Regions from separate parts of the Rattus norvegicus genome. Here region 1 is linked to region 2. The links are chromatin contacts, called in public Hi-C maps. All regions are on one chromosome and are shown on one strand. Each heading gives the region's core, a stretch centred on a gene start, on an enhancer-like site or on the middle of the called end of the contact. The rest is flanking DNA. Distances are from core to core; before and after follow the strand shown. Region 1 holds the start of Kitlg (KIT ligand). Region 2 has its middle 93 kb from the start of Kitlg.

What was found. Hi-C and Micro-C count contacts between places; a contact is called where the count stands out from the background.
Region 1: a contact with region 2 is called in a Hi-C map of the A7r5 cell line, with 2.0 times the contacts expected there. The contact joins the promoter of Kitlg here to the enhancer-like site in region 2. A contact is called at or near these places in 2 of 12 Hi-C or Micro-C datasets (the A7r5 cell line and mammary epithelial cells).

The regions. Positions count from the first base shown.
Region 1 is chr7:36,780,969-36,784,052 of GRCr8, forward strand. Kitlg (KIT ligand) reads left to right here and starts at 1,692. Exons shown (of 10, transcript NM_021843.4): 1 at 1,692-1,880. The coding sequence starts at 1,866.
Region 2 is chr7:36,688,485-36,691,299 of GRCr8, forward strand. No RefSeq gene overlaps it. Among named protein-coding and RNA genes, the nearest start is that of Kitlg, 93 kb to the right of the region's middle. Within about 2 kb of position 1,292, at least 22 of the 93 cell types and tissues checked have an H3K27ac peak or open chromatin away from gene starts, as enhancers often do. A contact at or near this core is called in the A7r5 cell line, where this site is marked.

The DNA.
Region 1 (3,084 bases), core at 442-2,941, 93 kb after region 2:
TAGGGATATTTTTCTGGATCACTCAGGTAAACCAAGGCAATTTCCCAAACCCTTAGAAGTGCCACAGGGAGGCAGACCAGAAGGTAAGATTTGTCTGATAGGAGACTTAGTTCAACATTACTGGCTTTGAAGATAAAGGTGGCTGTGAGTGTAGGAACCTGGGCAGCCTTCAAAGCTGGGAAAGGCAAGGAAATGAATTCTCTCACTCAGCTTGCCTGGAGGAATGCAAATCTTGGCAACAGCTGGTTTTCCTTCAACAATAGCCATTTTGGACTTTTGACCCTCAACACTAAGATGAATGTGTGATGATTTACACCATTTATTCTGTGTTAAATTCTCAGCACCGGTAGGCAAGCAGCACAGTGACTTTGGCTTATTAACTTTTTTTTTTAAACAATGGCAACTGGGCTAATTAATAATCAAAGCAAATTTGGAATAGTCCTCTCTTATAAGAATGACTGGACAGTATGCTTGTTCCAAAAAATTACTGATGGGGGTTTCAGGCTAATATATTTCTTACAAAAATAACAAAGTGCTTTGCTTTTTAAAAAAATTATTCCTCAATTACATGTAAAAATGTTGAAGGGTTTTGGGAACAAGAACGATATATATATTATTTTTAATTAATTAATTTTTTTTAGGGCAGTAGGATCTGGATTTGAACTCTGCTACTTGACTATTTGGGGAAATTAACCTCTTAGGGCTATTTCTTAATCTGTAAAATGGAAAAGACACACACACTCGTGGACACACACACACACACACACACACACACACACACACACGGGAGGGGAGGGATAGAAACACACACCAGGCTCTACACACTAGGCCCATGGAAAAGAGATAATGCATGAATAGTTCTTGCACAACACCTAGTATGTAATAAAAGATACATCGCTTAAGCGTGTGAGCTATTACCATGAACATTCCATTCTTTCCGATTTTACAGACTTTCCTAACCTAAAAGTGGAACTTCCAAAACCCTTGCTGTGAGAACCCATACATTTAGTGACCTATGTTTTCCAAAGGTACTGTAGTAAACTGTTGAAAACTGCATCTCCCTCAGTAATATTTGATTCTGAGTCAATTATTTTCTCACTAAAGTAATAGAGGAGAAACAAAAGGAAAAAGGAAAGGAAGGAAGGGAAGGAAGGGAAGTAGAAAGAAAAGGAAAGAAAAACTGGCTAAGACAATGGCTAAACCATGGAGTGTAATTAAACTTTTTGTTGTTGGTTCTATTTCCCCGAGGCGGGGTAGAAGAAAAGTCTTTGCTCAGAACCAAGTGAAGTCCTCCCCGCCGCACCGCTCCAGAGCTGGGACCCTCTCCAGAGCGCACAGTACAACGCGGGTCCCCGGACAGTACTGGGTGAGCCTGCTAAGGAGCTGGGACTCTCGGAGCCCAGCGCGCGGCGCGGGCGGCTACTGCAGGTTGTTCAGCGGCATCGGAGACACCCGGTGCCTCATGGACTCTGGCCAGTACCCAGACAGGGGACGCACCAGGCTCGATCGGTCCAACCTCTGGGACAATCCCCGCCCTTCAGCGCGCTCCCGGGTCTCCCAGCCTAGGCTCAGCGCGCAGCTTGCCTCCCGGAGGCTCCGGAAGGGAAGGAGGCGTGTCCGGAGCGGGCGGGCGGGCTCTGTATAAAAAGCGCTGGCGGCGCAGCAGCCCGGGCTTCATTTGCTGTCTGTCACCGGGACTGAGAGTGCCGCGGGAAAGCAACGGCCAAGGACGGGGCGCTGCGCTCGAGCTACCCAATGCTGGGACTATCTGCAGCCGCTGCTCGTGCAATATGCTGGAGCTCCAGAACAGCTAAACGGAGTCGCCACACCGCTGCCTGGGCTGGATCGCAGCGCTGCCTTTCCTTATGAAGAAGACACAAGTGAGTAGGGCACGCCCGGGAGGAGCTCGGAGGCTTTCCAAGAAAATCACTCCCGGAGCCCCGGGGAGCCCGGCGCACCCTGGGACCGGCAACCGGGCCATGTGGGGCTGCGCCCGCCCGGTGAGCCAGGAGGGTGTGGGAGAGGCAGGCGTGGTGTGCGAGCCGGAGCCGCCGCCCCGGGGGTGAGCCCGGGAGCTGGGGAGAGCCAGGGCTGAGAGTGAGCCTGTGGCAAGTTTGCAGCCGCAGCTGCAAAGTTTGAAGCTGTCAGTGGCAAACCGCAGATGCAGGCTTCCCTCTTCGGCCTGGGGGTTCGAGTTATCACGGGGAAGGCTTGTTTTTTTGGGGCCGGAGGTCTCTCCCTGTGGATTCGGGTAGATTATGAAACAGCTTCCCACGCGCTACCCTCGCTCGCTCGCTCGCTCTCACAGTCAGATTTATCTGTGCAGTCCCCAGGTGGGCGCGGGACGCGGTGCGGACGCGGGTGCAGCCGCTGGAGCGAAGCCAACCCAGAACTCCTAGGCGGCAGCGCCAGGCGGGGTGCAGAACCTGCCCAGCAGGCGGGGGAAACTTGGCAGCCTGCGGTGTCGGCCGGGTTCACAGCTCTGGGTGGGCCCTCCAGAAAGCTCTAGATGGAGTAGTAGTACTTCCACACTGCATGACACCCCCTTCCATTACAAAACAGTAAAAGTTCTTTTCTTCTTTCTTCTTCTTCTTCTTCTTCTTCTTCTTCTTCTTCTTCTTCTTCTTCTTCTTCTTCTTCTTCTTCTTCTTCTTCTTCTTCTTCTTCTTCTTCTTCTCCTCCTCCTCCTCCTCCTCCTCCTCCTCCTCCTCCTCCTCCTCCTCCTCCTCCTCCTCCTCCTCCTCCTCCTCTTCTTCTTCTTCCTTCTTTTTTTTAAATGTGCATCTCCTAAGGATAGTTATTGAGATAATGTCCAGGGTCTCTAAATTGCGCTTTATGCATAAAACACAGCCCGGGGGTACAATTATGTCTTTTCTTCGTTGACGGCGGAGGGGGCGTAGAAAGAGCCTCTGTAGTAATCTTGTTCTCTTCTACAGTTCTTTTTAGCCTCGTGGTTGCTATCTCTTCAAGATTCTTCCTTTCCGAATTTGTTCTGTCATCCGCAGCAGGTTGGGTAAAGCTGCTCTTTCACACACACACACACACACACACACACACACACACACACACACACCCACACACACC
Region 2 (2,815 bases), core at 42-2,541:
AAATATTTACACCTAAAATGTTCTAAAAATTGATCCTCACAACTTTTGTTTATTTACTAATCTATCTTTTTTTAATATTTGGGGACCATTTTATCAATATATAATAAAAAGTATTAGCTAACTTATGTAGAGGACTTGTTATATTGTGGATTATTATAAGTACTTAATGTTTATGAAATTATTTCATCTTTGTGTTATCACTGTGTGGAGGAAATCCTATCATGGCCATGTTATGGATGGGGAAACTGAGGAATAACAAAGTCAGTCACTAGCCTAGGGTTGATGTTAGTTGTAGGAAGCAGTCCACCCCACAGTCTAACTTCATATCACAGCACTTTATTGCATTTACTAATGAGGGAACAGATATATTGACTAAAGAAGTGGGAAGGGTGTGTGGTTCTGTGGGTTGAGTACTGTGCAAGCATGAAGTGCTGAGTTTGAATCCTCAGAACTTACGTAAAACAGACAGTAGCTACCCTGACGTAGCTGGCACTCTTCTGTAACTCCAGAGCTCCTACTTTGGCAAGACAAGAGGAGGAAACAGAAGAATTCCCAGAAGGCGTGGGCTAGCTTGCCTGGCATACAGAGTGAAAAACAAAGAGAAAAGTCGTGAACAAAGAGAAAAGGAAGGAATGACACGTGATTATCTTCCGATCTTCACATGTGCACGTGTGTGCATGTACACAAACACAGAGAGAGACAGACAGACACTTACACAGACACCAGCACACACAGCAAGACAGATAGACAGACACCAAGACAGAGAAACAAAGACTGACAGATACACATAGATAGACAGACACTGACACAGACAGACAGACAGACAGACAGACAGACAGACACCAGCACATAGAGAGACACTGACACACACACACACACACACACACACACACACACACACACACACAGAGCGACAAAGACAGGGGCAGAAAGAGACAGACAGACACCGAAACACAGAGACAGACACTGACACACAGAAAGACGGACAGACACTGACAGACACATACAGAGACATACAGACACTGATATACATAAAGAGACAGACACCAACACACACACAGACAGATAGGCAGAAACTCTCTCTCTCAGACTGGTTAAAAGAAAAGAGGAGCACTGCACCCTCATAGTCATACTAGAAATGATTCATATTTATCTCAGCATGAGGTGGGTTAATAAACATCCCCCCACCTAATGCTGGCAAAAGTCAGTGCATGGATTCATTACACACCACGTCTGGACGAACTGACACTCAGGCGTTCTATGACTTTCACCAGTTCTCCCAGTTTTGAATTGGTGACTCAGACATCAGCTTTGCCAAGTCCTCTGCTGTGGATAGCTCATAACTTCACTTCCTCTAAGAGTGATAGTATATTTTGAGAACCAGCACTAAACCAGAAATATGAACTGTGAAGTACTCTAGGGGAACGTGTTACAGAATCTGTTATCACATCACATACGAGGGATATAACATTTGGTATTTGAGGCATTTAAGATAGTGAAACCAGTTAACGCTGGGCATCTCAGGAATAAATGGATGAATAGGCGTATTGAGATATTGTGTTCTATATGGGGCTTGTCAAAGTGTAAAACAGATCACTGTCTGAGCACAATTAAAACCCAAGTAAATACCATGAGTAATTCTGTCAATCTAACCACTGCTAACCACACCCACTGGCAATTCTTCTTAAAACCACAAGAAGACAATGGAGTAGCTTGTGTTGAGAGAAAATTTAAAAATAACCTGTAAGGTCTTGCCAAGATGTGGTAAAAGACGGAATCTTGACAAATGCTAATGAATAAAAACACCTAAGCTTATGTAAGGCAATGTTTTTCATTCTTTTTTTTTTTTAAGGGGGAATTTTGTTTTGTTTTGTTGTACTTCTTTTTGCTCTGTGTAGCCAATATTTTTCCTCTTTTCTGATTACTATGTAGAGAACACTTTTTTTCACTAAGAAAAGTTTTTAGACAATAGATTAGGAGACATATATGTATGAATTTGAATTCTGTAACCTATTAGAACAAAAATAAAGGTTTTAATTTTTGCTTTGGGGATTAAAGGAGATGCCACAGTTCTTTATGCAGTCACTCATTCATGTTTCCTTTACGCTGTTCTGAAACATACTAGCTAACAAAATCTGTGCCCACAGATGGTCCGTTTAGATAAGTATTGGAAATAAGAAATTTTCTATGATAATTCATGATAGTACTGGTTCAGTGTCTTATGAGGGATATGGGGTTGTAATCCGTATAAACTGATGCAAGCAGTGGCCTTTGATCCTTGGGAAGCATCCTATTGAGAACCAAAGTGGCAGTTGAAACTGTGTTTTAAGATGAGTCCCACAGTACCAAGTAACTGCTTATTCATCTATATTTGCAGATGTCTGGGGTGGGCGGAGCAAAACTCATTGACAACAAATTCACCGCACAATGATGCAATCAATCCTGCGGTCTGATTAGCCTGCTCCTCCTCACGAGCTAAAAGTACCGTCCTTGAAGAAAATGACAATCAGTCAATAATTGGTATCAATTAAGTACACTTACTTCTTTATGTGAATACGAATCAAACTCTTTCTAGGAATCTGTGATTGTGTTGCAAACTCAAAATGTATTCATTTACACACCGCAGAGGGATAAAAGGGGCGGCTCTCTGTGGATGTCACAAAGAAAGAAAAACCAGAGTTCCACAGCTATGTGCAGATATGAAGGAAAGGAAAGTATTTCAAACTCATGGACAAACCAAGAGTCCTGGGCTTTGTTTTATGGTAGTTTTGCTTCTGTTCCAACGAGGAATAAAAAGGGCAAGCATAAAATCTGT